Linked DNA regions of Pan troglodytes: region 1 is linked to region 2. A link is a contact called in public Hi-C data. All regions are on one chromosome and are shown on one strand. Each heading gives the region's core, a stretch centred on a gene start, on an enhancer-like site or on the middle of the called end of the contact. The rest is flanking DNA. Distances are from core to core; before and after follow the strand shown.

Region 1 (7,422 bases), core at 169-2,668, 150 kb after region 2:
GAGATCTCACCACTGCACTCCAGCCTGGGCGACAGAGTGAAACTCAGCTCTGTCTCAAAAAAAAAAAAAATTAGTTGAGACAAATACTGGTTCTCTTTGTTAACAGTTTACATTCTGGCCGGGCGCGGTGGCTCACACCTGTAATCCCAGCACTTTGGGAGGCCGAGGTGGGCGGATCACGAGGTCAGGAGATCCAGACCATGGTGAAACCCCGTCTTTACTAAAAATACAAAAATTAGCCAGGTGTGGTGGCTGGCGCCTGTAGTCCCAGCTACTCGGGAGGCTGAGGCAGGAGAACGGCGTGAACCCGCGAGGCAGAGCTTGCAGTGAGCCGAGGTCCACGCCACTGGCACTCCAGCCTGGGCGACAGAGCAAGGCTCCGTCTCAAAAAAAAAAAAAAAAAAAAAAAAAAAAAAAACCCAAAAAACACAGTTTACATTCTAGCTGTGCTACAAAGTTCTTACCGGCAGATTGGTTTAGTGGCAAAATAGCAGACCTGCTGGTGACTCCAATTTGTAGTGTGCTTTTGGGCGAATCACCTCATTCCCCGGACCTCATCTGGAAAATGTGGAAATTATACCAGATGACTGGTAAGGTTCTACGATTTTATTCTGATAGGGTCTGCACATCCTTGTGGTTGCACTTCTATTTTCCAAATGTGTTTGTCTAAGGCAGGCAGACTTTAGAACAGAGAAGTACTAGAAAACGGATTCCCTGTGGCTCAGGGAATAAAGTGGGACACAAGAAAAAAGAAAACCGCACCGCACCCAGACTCTTGGCGGGACGCCCCGCCCCTCAACAGTGGCCGCCTCCTCGCGCCCCTCCTTCGCCATCTGCCGGCCGCGTCCCCTCCCGCCAGCCCCCGTCCCCCGTCCCCCGCCCCCCGTCCCCTTTTCAGAGACCTGAGCTCCGCCTCCCTGGACGCGAGGCAGGCTGGGAAGTCGGCCGCCGTAAAGATGGCGGCAAATTGAAAAAGTTGGAGCTGCTCCCGCGCGCGCTCCCGCGCGCGCTGAGTGGGCGAAGCGAACAGGGGGCTGGACAGGTGCGTTCTCGCGGCCGTGCAGAAGCGAAAAGCGGGTAGGAGCGTTTCCGGCTCTCCTGAAGGACGCGGGGCGGGGTGGGGGTGGTGCAAGGCAGGCGCGTTCTCGGCCGTCCTGAAGGGGCAGGATCTTCAGCCTGTGGGCGGTGCTCTCGCCGTGAGCGGGGCCAACGGGCCGTGTTCTCCCTGAAGGGGCGGGGTCTGATCGCCGCGGGTCCGATTCCCTTGGGCCTGAAAGTGAGGATGAGCGACAACCGTGGGCGGGGCCTGCGCTGGGGAAGGTGGGGCCTGGGCGGGGCGGAGTGGGGGCCTGCTCTCTCGGGCCCGGAAGTGCGGGTGCGGGGCGCGGCCGGGGCGGAGACTTCGGGCCCGGCTGGCGGGCGGCGCCGGGAGCGCGGGGGCGGCGGGCCCGGGTCGAGCATGTAGCGGCTGCTGGCGGCGGGGCTCCCGGGGCGGGCCGGGCGGGCCGCGGGAGCCGCACGCGGCGATATGGAAGAGGAGGGCAAGAAGGGCAAGAAGGTGAGCGTGCGCGGGGGCGTCCTACTGCTGTGGTCGGCGGGCGGCTGGCTTGAGGGGCCAGGGTGGGGTGGGCGGGTGTTCCTTGGGGCCCGGAGGGGGGTGCAGTGGGCCAGCTGGCGGGGCGAGGCGGGGCAGGGCGAGACCCCGGACAATGGTCAGGTGGGCTTTCGCGGCCGGGCGGGCAGGAAGCGCCGCGCCTTTCCTCTGGCCCGGGCTGCGGCTCGCCCCGACCTCGGCCCCAGACGGCCTTCTCTGCGCGTCGGGACCTGGGGCTGCAGAGGAAGTGGGCCCGGCGAGGGGCCAGAAAGCTGTCCAGGGCTGGAACTGGAGCTAGTGGGCTGTGTGGTTAACGTGGAGACGTTTGCTGCTCACTGGACTTCGTTTTTGGATATCCAGTAAAAGCAAGGGTGGCCTTCACCTTATGGCCAGCTCACTCGTCCACTGTCACTCAGACCTAAAACCATTGATTGATTTTAGTGACGCTAGCTACATTTGGCAGTGGGATTTAGGACATAGTTCAATGTTTAGGACATAGTTTAGGACGTAGTTCATAGTCAAACCCCAGTTTATGTAGTTTTACAAAATGTGGCTTTAATTACAGTAAAGGGTTATAGTAGTCGATAAAGAAACATTTTAAGACTGGAAAAACGATGTGGATTGAATTACCATTAAAGTGGAAAATGGATTTTAATAAAATGTATCTTTTTCAAATAAATGCTTTATAATCTTCACGTCTTGGCTATCATTTTCTTTTTGATGTGTGTGTGCGCACTTTTATCCACAAGTTTAAAGCAGACCTCGATAATTCCTAACTATGATTTTACTACCCTGAACTCTGCAGGGCAGTGTCCTTTAATTGACAGCTACTCACCACCTTGTTTGACAGAGTGCCCCATTTAAAAGTCCTGTTTGAAATAGAATGTAGCCAGGTGGCCTTCAGGGAGTCCTGTGGTGCTGGTTCTCTACTTTCTCAACTCATTGTTTCATGTTAGCACCATGCATGTCTAATTTAGGTGCAGTATAATTTGCGGTTATCTACAAAGATGTTTTAAGTCTGGAAAATAGCTCAAGACAGTGATTCAGCCTGCAGGTGTTAGATTAGAGATGCGTGCTGCGCACAGAAGAGGGAGGAGCCAAGCAGTGTAAAGGGAGTTAGCTGGAAAGGAGAGGTGCTAACCCGGTGGCTGCTTAGCAGGGACCATCAGGCCCTAGTGTGGATGATGCTGAGCTTTGCGGAAAGTGAGCCATCTGCTCTGTGGAATGCCGGGATCCAAGAGCGCGCTAAGGACTGATGACCTCATTGTGCACCACTTACAGGAGTACCTGGCCCATCTACCTGTGTGTGATAGGCAAGGATGGAATTGAGTGATTTTTTTTTCTAGAGCTGTCTATCAGCTTTGGTAGAAACATGAAACACCCAGCAATAGAGAGAGAGAGAAGACTGTTTTTGGGGTACAAGTGAAAAAACAGTAAAATTATCAAGAATTTTCCAGTTGGGTAATGAAAAAATTTAGGCATAAACAGGTTAATTATTAATTTCATTTTCTCACTAGAGGAGATAATCAGTTGTTATGTAGTTGCTTAAGCCAGGGGTTTTGTGTTTTTTCTGTATTCTGCCACTTGTCTTAGCTTGTTTCCTGTAGACAAGCCAGACAAGGAGCTTTGGGGCATGGATTCTTCTCCAGGTCATGACTTAACGCTACCTCGTGTACTCTGCCAGTTGCAAGCTGGCAGAACCTTCCTGCTCAGCTACCACATTCAATGTGAGATCACCTCCAGTTTAATAACTTCGGTGATTAAATCATTCTCATTAAGGTAAATTGCATTGCTCTAAACTTATACACAAATTCAGACATAAGTAGCAGAAGTACTGACAATAGTTTTATGAAGGTACAGTTTGGACGTTTAAATTCTTCTAAGTTAGCTTCTTCAAAAAATGCAGAATTAGGCTGGGTATGGTAGCTACGCCTGTAATCCAGCACTTTGGGAGGCCGAGGCTGGATCACTTTAGCTCAGGAGTTCGAGACCAGCCTGGGCAACATGGCAAAACCCCATCTATACAAAAAATACAGAAATTAGCCAGGCGCGGCAGTGCTCGCCTATAGTCTCAGCTACTTGGGAGGCTGAGGCAGGAGGATCACCTGAGCTCAGGTGGGCCTTTTTTTTTTTTTTTTCTTTTTAATCTCAGACACTTGTCTTGGTGTCTGCCAAGCAGTGATTCAGGCTTTTTTTTTTTTACCTCGGCCCATTTTCCTCAGGACACAGGAATCAGTGAGTTGGCAGAGAACCTATGGACCAAAGTGAGTCTCACAGAAACTTGGCCCCAGTGTATCACTGCCCTTTCTCAGGTCACCTCAGCACATGTGGTTATGATGACTGTACACCTGGGTTTCCTCAAGTGGGCCATGGTTCGTTTAACAGATGTCTGTTGAGCCCCTCTTGTGTCCCATGAAACTCACTGGGTGATGGGGATGCAGGAAGAGCTTGTGGCCCCCAGGAGCTGATGGGGAGATGGATCACTCATGGGTCCATCTGAAAGAATGAGTGCATTGACAGAAAAGTCCTCTGGCCACTAAAGGTGTGGGGCCTGGGGAGTAGAAGTGACCACTTGGGGCTGCTCTTCTGTCCTGATGTCTACAGAGTGTCTACTTTTTAGCCTACAAGTTCTGTTTTGGGGTTTGGAGAATAAGGCTCCTACCTACGGTATGGACTCATGTTGTGTGCATTGTGGCACTATGTAATTCCTTTTTTTTTGAGATAGAGTTTCGCTCTTGTTGCCCAGGCTGGAGTGCAATGGCACGATCTCAGCTCACTGCAACCTCCGCCTCCCGGGTTCAGGTGATTCTCTTGCCTCAGCCTCCCGAGTAGCTGGGATTACAGGCGTGTGCCATCATGCCCAGCTAATTTTTGTATTTTTAGTAGAGACGGGTTTCTCCATGTTGGTCAGGCTAGTCTCAAACTCCCGATCTCAGGTGATCCACCCACCTTGGCCTCCCAAGGTGCTGGGTGGCTGAGCCACCGCACCTGACAGTAATTCCTTTTTATTAGAAACTTGGATGCACTTAAGTTGGGTTGTGTGGATTTTTATACTCAGATCACAGCCCAAAAAAGCTGTCTTGTCAGGGTCGGGTGTAGGTAATCCTAACACTTGGGAGGCCGAAGCAGGCGGATCACTTGACACCAGGAGTTTGAGACCAGCCTGGCCAGCATGGTGAAACCCCGTCTCTACTAAAAATACAGAATTAGCTGGGCGTGGTGGCATGTGCCTATAATCCCAGTTACTCAGGAGGCTGAGGCAGGAGAATCTCTTGAACCCGGGAGGTGGAGGTTGCAGTGAGCTGAGATCATGCCACTGCACTCCAGCCTGGGCAACAGGGCAAGACTCCATCTCCAAAAAAAAAAAAAAAACCATCTTGTGGCCTTAACCTTGTGGGTCTCAGCTTCTCTGCTGCCTCTGGTCTTCGGTTGCCCCACCAGGTGGCTATGATTTCACACTGATCAAAGTTAAATATTTTTACATTCATCTAGTTTATTTGCATTGTTTAAGGTAGAAAAAGGTTATAGGTTGAGTGTAGTGGCTACGCCTGTAATCCCAGCACTTTGGGAGACTGAGGTGGGAGGATCACTTGAGCCTAGGAGTTTGAGATCAGCCTGGACAATGTAGTGAGACCCTATCTCTACAAAAAATAAGAAAATTAGCTGAGCATGGTGGTGCATGCCTGTAGTTCCAGCTACTTGGGATGCTGAGAAGGGAAGATCGCTTGAGCCCTGGAGGTCGAGGCTGCAGTGAGTGTGATTGTGCCACCACCTGAGTGACAGCAAGACCCTGTCTCAAGAAGAAAAAGAGAAAAAAAGGTTATAAAGTTCCCTAGAAATGTAGGACTAGATATTAAATAATAAATAAGGAATTATTAATTTTGTTGGGTATGATAATTAAGTTCTGATCTGATAGGCATGTATTCTGAGATATTTGTAGGTGAAATAATATGATTTCTGGGATTTGCTTTACTCAAAATAGAAGAAACAAAGGGGATAGCTGAATGCTTTGGTAATGGTTATATATTGTTCTGTCTACTTTTATGTATTTTTGAGAATTTCCATAATAAAAAGTGGAGGGGAAAAGATCCTCTAGGTTACAGGCCCTGAGCTATCAGCTGCTGTAGTCACTGCTGGACCAGTGTCTGTGAGGAACTGAAAGCTTGGATTGGACCAGTACCTTTTAAAATTTGGTCACTGCAGGCACCAGGAAGCCATACCTTCTCCATGCTGACCTGATGCAGACACAAATGTGTGTGTCTGTATAACCGAAGTGAAAGTTTAAAGGAACCACACTTAAACGCTCTGATTTTTTAATTCTATTTTTTTTTTCTTTCTATTAAAACTGGTGGTTGGCCAGGTGCGGTGGCTCACACTGGTAATCCCAGCACTTTGGGAGGCTGAGGTGGGTGGATCACCTGTCAGGAGTCCGAGACCAGCCATGGTGAAACCCCATCTCTACTAAAAATACAAAAATTAGCTGAGCGTGGTGGTGGGGCCTGTAATCCTAGCTACTTGTGAGGCTGAGGCAGGAGAATTGCTTGAACTTGAGAGGTGGAGGTTGCGGTGAGCTGAGAATGTGCCATTGCGCTCCAGCCTGGGCGACAAGAGTAAGACTCCATCTCAAAAAAAAAAAGGCTCATGGTCATGACCCACTAAACCTATTCTATAACTGTCACAAGCCATACTTGGGTTCAGAAGGTGAATTGGGGCTGCTATATTTTGTTTTATTTTTCCTCTTGGGTAGCTATCGCAGTGATTCTTGGATGGCAACTTGGTAACTCAGGGTCAGGAGGCTGGAGAACCAGGCAGGAGGTGCTCAGCAGAGAACCTGAGGCAGCCAGTAGGTGAGGCCAGAATGATCGGCAACATAAGGCTGGTTACTTTTCTGTCTTGAAGAGTTACCATTTACATAGTATGTATTTGTTAATTTTCAACATATTGTCAGATTCTGTCATAATTTAGATTCAGAAAGCACATCAGAACCTTCCAGGGCTGCTCTGAGCATCCTTTCAGAGGAAGATAGTGTAAAGCAAAACGTTTCTCTTAGCAATATTATTGCAGTGAAGGGCTTCCCTGCAGACGAGAAGGGCGTCTGCAGTCTGCCCCACTGGGGCGCTTACTCTTGATCTTCCAGTTTTTTCATTTCCGTCAGCAGTGCCCCCTCCTTGTTGTCACTTTGCAGTGTAAGTAAATGGTCATGATTAAGTCCTATAAACCTAACTATTGAGCATTTAAATCACCCTCTATTGTTGGTTTACGTGGTGGCGATACAAGTTTTTAGTGAGATAACTTGGTCATGCCTTGCCTATTATGTGCTTAGCCCACTGAGAAGAGGGTTAGGGACATTGCACTTTGGAAAGTAGGTCACTTACACCTAAAATTAGAGACTAAGGGCAGACCTAGGATGTCAGAAGAGACATGGGGCAGGCAGCAGCCACTTCCAGCCAGGTTGAGACCTGGACTGTGTCCTGCAGTTCAGAAGCAGAGATGAGGTGGAGAGGACCCCCCAGTCCTGGGAAGTCCTTGGGCTGGGAAGTTGGGTGTTGGTTCTGTATGCACTTGAAGCCACTGGAGGTGTTCCACATCATGCATTCACTTGTCCATTAAACTATTGTTTATTAGCACCAATGGTGTCAGACACAGATGCTGGAGACTGAAATGTGTACGGTGAGCCTGTGGCTGCAGAGCAGGAAGTGGAGCCCGGGGATGGATGGTGGGAGCAGGCTTTGGTAAGAGTGATCAGGAACACCTTTATGAAAACTTCAAAAGCAAATGTAAAGAAAAAAAATCATGTAATGAAGTGCCCTGTGCCCATGTGTGGGCAG
Region 2 (6,757 bases), core at 42-2,541:
AAAGTCTATTCCAGCTCTAAGATTTGGGTTTTTTACAATAACAATAAACTATACGTTAGACGTTGGAAGCAATTATCCCTAAAGTCTATTCCAGCTCTAAGATTTGGGTATTTTACAATAACCAAACATTGTCCTCTTGACTGGCCAATCTGTTTACAGTTAGGTGTTATGTCTATTCAATACCATATCTGTCACATCAAGCACAAGACAAATCATCTAATACTATCTGCAGTATGATAAATGACAGCTTGGTGCTAACTTTTAAGCAGGTAGCTCCCGCTGAAGTAACCTTTCAACAGAATGCTTAAAGCACGAATACCGGCAAAAATAAGATTCCATAACAGTCTTATTATTTTTACACAATCTTTGATGCAACTCAGAGCGTATCCTTTAGCACCTTCTCTTTTCCCTCAACTTTAAGATGGGGCTGAAGTTCTATTCACTTTCATTTTTTTAAAGCCACACTCTTCTTATCTAGATCTGAATTTCAGAATAAAAAGATGAATACTTTAAGACTGAAAATCCATAGCAAGGGCAAAGGAAAGTACTGTTGTATAATGAAAACCGCAAACTGCAAGGGGCTCAGAAGATAACGGGCGTTCATTTCTAACCTGTGCAATCACCTAGAACAAATCGTGTGGTTCTGGTCTATAAAACCATTCTTTGTCGCTCAAAAGACCACAAATACAAGCACCCTTTCGCAGAAACCCTCAAACTGACTGCCAGGGAGATTACGTAACCAAACATCGCCAAAGACTTATCTAACTTGTACAGCGGCAGCCTGTTTGACCTCATTCATACAGAGAAGCGATCACATTAAGATCCAGCACTTGTTTCTACATTTCCAAGCCGGATTCTGCCGTCCTCCTCCTTCTAAGACGGGCGGTGCAGCGTCACAAGCGTCGGGACAGATCTGTCCGGCTCGGAACAGACTTCGCGCTCTACCCGGCCAGGCCCAGCTCTCACCCGGGGACCCGTGTCGGGCTCCGCAGCTGGGACATGGCGCCCCCCGGCGGGCGGCGAGGGGCTCGGCCGGACGAAGCCCAGACACCCGCAAACTCCCGACTCCACAGGTAGCGGCGCGGACGCCAGGGCCTCCGCGCTCTGCTCCCCTAGGCCCCGTGCCCCCGGCCCACCCGGCCGCCCTTACCATGTTCTCGGCGCCGACTCCGCCTCCGCTCGGCCGCGCGCCCTCCCGCTGCCGACCCGCGCCGCCGCCGCCGCTCTCGCAGCACCGACCGCCGCCGCCGGAGCCGGACAATACCCCGTGCCCGCCTCGCGCTGCTGTGGCCAATGCCCGCTTGTCTTGCTGGTTCGAACCCCAGCGGCTGTTCAATCGCGCGCCTCCTTCTAGCCAGACCCCGCCCCCCCGGCACCGCCTTCCTAACGGCTGTTTGTTTTTGCACACGGCACGCGGAGGCGGGCCTCCAGCCCCAATAGTGACGCGCTCTCTGCCTTTCACCAGGCGCCCAAGCCTGACGAACAGAAAGGCAAACCAATGAGATTGGACGCCTCGCAGACGAAAGCCAATAAAAATATCGCCCGCGAGCAAGGGAGGCGGGCCACTGGGAAGGACAGCAAAATTAGCTAATAAGGTGAAGCGATTGCAGGCGCTGTGGCTTTCCCGCCCATTCGCGGCGTTGGTTTTCCCGCTTATGAGACTTGTTTGGGGAGGTAAAGAGTGTTGGACGTGCTTCTCCTGGTGGGTTTTCACAGACTGTGAGGATTTATTCGTCTTAGAACGTGTGGATCAGGAGGGCGCTGGGTTTCAAGGTTAGGCAGGCCTCATGCTCAGCCGTATTCTGGCGGACTGACTACTCTGACGTCCTCTCAGCGCGGACCCTGACAAGGTCCGCGGCAGGCTGAGGCGGGAGAATCGCTTGAACCCCGGAGGCGGAGGTTGCAGTGAGCCGAGATCGCGCCACTGCACTCCAGCTGGGCGACGCATCGTCTCAAAACAAACAAACAAAAACAAAAGCTATCAATTGGCTACATATTGTTATTTGTATGACAAATTCTTTTTCCTTTTTTAGAGATGGAGTCCTGGGACTACAGGCGCGCGCCCCAATGCCCAGCTAACTTTTGTATTTTTAATAGAGACGGGGTTTCTCCGTGTTGGTCAGGCTGGTCTCGAACTCCTGACCTCAGGTGATCTGCCCGCCTTTGCCTCCCAAAGTACTGGGATTACAGGCGTGAGCCACCGCGCCCGGCATGTATTACAAATTCTAAGAACACGAAGATAATGGGGCCGGCTTGGTGGCGCGAACCTGTAGCCTCACCTACTGTCAAGACTGAGACAGGAGGATCTCTTGAGCCCAGGAGGTCGAGGCTGCAGTGAGTCATGATCGCACCACTGCACTCCAGCTTGGGAGACAGATTATACCCTGTCTAAAAATAATAATAATAAAAAAAGGTAATGGATGAGGCCGATAGTCAGGAATGAAATGACTTTAAACAATTGGGTATGCATGGGATTGGGTATGTGTGTATGTGGGGGCAGAGGGTGGGCATAACCGAAGTCCCATACTCATGTCCCTCTAGGCCTAATACATTTTGCAGACCTCACAGAGCTCAGACTGTTGTGAGCCGTTTTTCTTTTCTCAACCTCTTCAGTGTGTTTATTCTGCTTACATCATTAGGTTAAAATTTGGAGGATAACTCCCAGCTAGAAAGGAAGAAAAGCTCTAAAGTGGAATCGCCTTCCCCCGGAAGCTGTTGTAAAAATTAAAGGATGTATGTGAGTGCACAGGCTCTCCAGCGATCATTTTTCTTCCACAGTGTTAACACAATTTATTTATTTATTTACTTTTTGAGATGAAGTCTCACTCTGTTGCCCAGGCTGGATGGAGTGCAGTGGTGTGATCTGGGCTCACTGCAACCTCCGCCTCCTGAGTTCAAGCGATTCTCCTGCCTCAGCCTCCTGGGTAGCTGGGACTAAAGGCTCCCACCACCATTCCCCGCTAGTTTTTGTATTTTTAGTAGAAATAGGGTTTCACCATGTTGGCCAGGCTGGTCTTGAACTCCTGACCTCAAGTGATCCTCTCGCCTCAGCCTCCTAAAGTGCTGGGATTACAGGCGTGAGCCACCGCGCCTGGCCTGTTTCCACAATTAAAAAAGGCCCATCACCCTATCATGATCATCTCTATTACAGTCTGGACAATATGAGCTTTCTGGGAGAGCCAGCTTCATTTCATAACTGAAGAAATGGGCTTAGGTGAACTTAGTCATTTGCCTGAGACCGCATCGCCTGTAGATAACCAAGATACCAGCTCACATTTGTTCCAACTCATTCCAGCTTTAAATTCTTTCATTCTTTTCACAGTATGATGCATTGACTGTGCTAGAATGTGTTCTTGGTGTTGGTGAGTTAATAGTGAAAAAAACAAGTTTCTGCCTTAGTGGAGATTCTGTTGTCATAGGATTTTCCCAGGCTGGCACTTTAGAAATTTATATCCAGGCTGATGATAGCTGTTCCAAAGTTTGAATCAGGAGAAGCAACTTTGGGGAAGTGAGTCTTTAAAAAAAGGTAACTTAAATTCAAGAAGAGGAAGAGGGTGAGCTTCTAAGTAAGAATTTGGAAAAATACGGATGAAGGTACAGACAAGTGTGAGGAAGGGTGTCCAGTGAAATAGGAAGGAATGGAGCAATGTGCCCAGATTAATAGAAGCCTCAAAACTAGGTAGAAGAGGAGTTACTTCAGTAAAAATAGCCATTGTTAATTCCTGCTCCTCTGTGTTTCTGGCCTCAGTGGATGGCATTACCAATCTACCAAGGCATAAGCCTGTGAGTTATTCCTTTAACAAATCACTCAGTGCCTACTGTTTGCAGGCACTGTGCTAGGTACTGAGGATTTGGTGATTAGCAAAATAGACATCGTCCTTGCCCTCGTGGTCCTCTGCAGCGGGAGTCAGATGTTAAAGAAATAAACAAATACCATATGTGAATTATAATAAGTTCAAGTGTGCTGAAGGAAAAGAACAGGGTGCTTTAAGAGAGAAACAGGGAATGTAGTTTAGCTGGTGTGGGTGGTCCACAAAGAGCATGCAGGCTGGGCGTGGTGGCTCAGTCCTGTAATCCCAGCAATTTGGGAGGCCAAGGTGGGTGGATCATCTGAGGTCAGGAGTTCGAGACCAGCCTGGCCAACATGGCAAAACCCTGTCTCTACTAAAAATGCAAAAATTAGCCAGGTGTGGTGGCGCATGCCTGTTATTCCCAGCTACTCAGGAGGCTGACGCAGGAAAATCACCTGGGCCCAGGAGAGCCTGGGAAGCGGAGGCTGCAGTGAGCTAAGATTGCGCCACTGCACTTCAGCCTGGGCGACAGAGCAAGACTCCACTCCATCTCAAAAAAAAAAAAAAAAAGAAGAGTTACCCTTGTGAAGGGGGGCTGAAAGAAGTGTCCAATAATGTATGAGAAAGCACCTAGCACTGTACCTAGCACATAATATCCAATAAATGTTAACTTCCTTCCTTAACAGGAAAATCATTTTCTCACCACTCTCTACCCCTCAGCCTTCATGTCATTGATTCAGATTTTGATGAAAGTGGAGTTAGGTTGAAAAAAACTGGTTCTCATTGTAGATAATAGTAATCCTTTCACTGATTTATATATCATCACTAAATTATATCATCACTGTAAACACAGATGCCAGAAAAAAGTCTGCCTACTAACAGTTTTATAAACCAAGTGTGTTAGTAAAATTTAGTTTCTAGTGAACTAGGGTTACAAAAAAGGCAAAGATGAGCTCATGAAGAACACCAGTCTAACCAGAAAATGTTATGTATTAGCATCTATAAATGATAAACTACAAACATTGACAAATTATTCAACTTTGGGCTGGGGATGGTAGCTCATGCCTGTAATCCTAAAGCTTTGGGAGGCCAAGGCATGAGTCACCAGGGCAGGAGTTTGAGACCAGCCTGGGCAACATGGCAAGACTCCACTTCTACAAAAATTAGAAGAAAAAAATTAGCTGAGTGTGTGGCGCATGCCTGTGATCCCAGCTAGTTGAGAGGCTGAGGTGGATAGAGAACTTGAGCCCACGAGTTCAAGGCTGCAGTGAGCTATGTATGATTGTGTCACTGCTCACCAGACAGGCAACAGAACCAGACTGTATCTCTAAAAAAAAAATTATTCAATGTTGCTGGATTTAACCCAGTAATATATAGTATAATTGTTCTCAAAGTGTGATCCTTAGACCACCAGCATCAGCATCACTTGGAACTTGTTAGAAATGTATTCTCACCACCACCCCAGACCTGCTGAATCTGACACTGAGGGTGGGACCTACAAGTGCTCCAGGGGATTCTGGTGCATACTGAAATTTAAGAACCACTGGTATAGTATATGCTGCAGTGCACAGTCCAGAGCCCACGTATTCCTTATAAAACTGGAGCACTTGGCCAGGTGTGGTAGCTCATCCCTGTAATCTCAGAACTTCGGGAGGCTGAGGTGGGCAGATCACCTAAGGTCAGGAGTTCCAGACCAGCTTGGCCAACATGGTGAAACCCCATCTCTACTAAAACAAAAATTAGCTGGGTGTAGTGGCACGCGCTTGTAGTCCCAGCTACTCCGGGAGGCTGAGGCAGGAGAATCACTTGAACCCAGGAGGTGGAAGTTGCAATGAGCCGAGATGGCGCCACTGCACTCCAGCCTGGGCAACAGAGCAAGACTCTGTCTCAAAAAAACAAAAACAAAAAAACTGGAGCACTTATTTAGCTCCTGGAAGTGTTGACTGATCATTACTCAGGGATCTCTACCCAGGAATTGCACTTGGCCAAAGGAAGCTGTATTGCCCAAGTTTACACTCCTTTTTAGGGGGCCTACCTCCAGTGACTGGTGGATGGAGGATATAGTGCCTAGCTCTTTTGCCTTAATTTGAGACAATTCTGAAGGGCCATTCCAGCTCCAGAGTTTCTTGTGTGATTAGTTTTGACTTGATCTAACTGCATTGAAGTTCAACTTCTGCGTAATCCTACTTCCTCTATTTTCTCCTAGTAATGTCCCCAAGAGCATTCCATACTATTACCTCTTGAAAGCAAATCCCATTTGTTTCCTGGGAAACCTGAACTAAGACAATGACTTTTCTCTGCAAAAATGTAGTCAATTTTTGAGTAGGCAAGATATTCACACGTACAAAATTTCAAAAGGTACAAAGGGTATACGGTGAAAAGACTCCCCTGGTGCAGTGGCTCATGCCTGTAATCTCAGCACTTTAGGAGGTTAAGGCAGGAGGATCGCTTGAGCCCAGGAGTTCGAGACCAGTGTGGGTGACATAGTGAGACCCACATCTCTGTGAAAAATAAAAAAAATAAGCCGGGCGCGGTGGCTCACGTCTGTAATCCCAGCACTTTGGGAGGCCGAAGCAGGCAGATCACGAGGTCAGGAGATCGAGACCATCCTGGCTAACGCGGTGAAACCCCGTCTCTACTAAAAATACAAAATATTAGCCGGGCGTAGTGGCGGGCGCCTGTAGTCCCAGCTACTCGGGAGGCTGAGGCAGGAGAATGGCATGAACCCGGGAGGCGGAGCCTGCAGTGAGCCGAGATTGCGCCACTGCACTCCAGCCTGGGCGACACAGCAAGACTCCGTCTCAAAAAATAAAAAAATTAAAAAAATAAGCCAGGCATGGTGGCGTGCACATGTAGTCCCAGCTACTCAGGAGGCTGAGGGAGAAGGATCACTTGAGCCCAGGAATTTAAGGATGCAATGAGCTGTGATTGTGCCACTGCCTTCCAGCCTGAGTGAGAGCAAGACT

What was found. A called contact is a pair of places that touch in the nucleus more often than the background predicts.
Region 1: a Hi-C map of stem cell-derived neural progenitor cells shows a contact between it and region 2, with 6 times the contacts expected there. The contact joins the promoter of CCM2 here to the promoter of H2AZ2 in region 2. A contact is called at or near these places in 1 of 7 Hi-C or Micro-C datasets (stem cell-derived neural progenitor cells) and 1 of 1 datasets of contacts at active chromatin or transcription factors (stem cell-derived excitatory neurons).

What each region holds. Positions count from the first base shown.
Region 1 is chr6:50,865,592-50,873,013 of NHGRI_mPanTro3-v2.0_pri, forward strand. It overlaps CCM2 (CCM2 scaffold protein), which reads left to right and starts at 1,419. Exons shown (of 10, transcript XM_519079.7): 1 at 1,419-1,558. The coding sequence starts at 1,529. It overlaps LOC107975788, which reads right to left and starts at 5,823. Exons shown (of 6, transcript XM_063815918.1): 1 at 5,815-5,823; 2 at 903-1,671; 3 at 465-558. The coding sequence starts at 5,823. The coding sequence ends at 536.
Region 2 is chr6:50,713,028-50,719,784 of NHGRI_mPanTro3-v2.0_pri, forward strand. H2AZ2 (H2A.Z variant histone 2) reads right to left here and starts at 1,292. Exons shown (of 5, transcript XM_016945308.4): 1 at 1,151-1,292. The coding sequence starts at 1,153.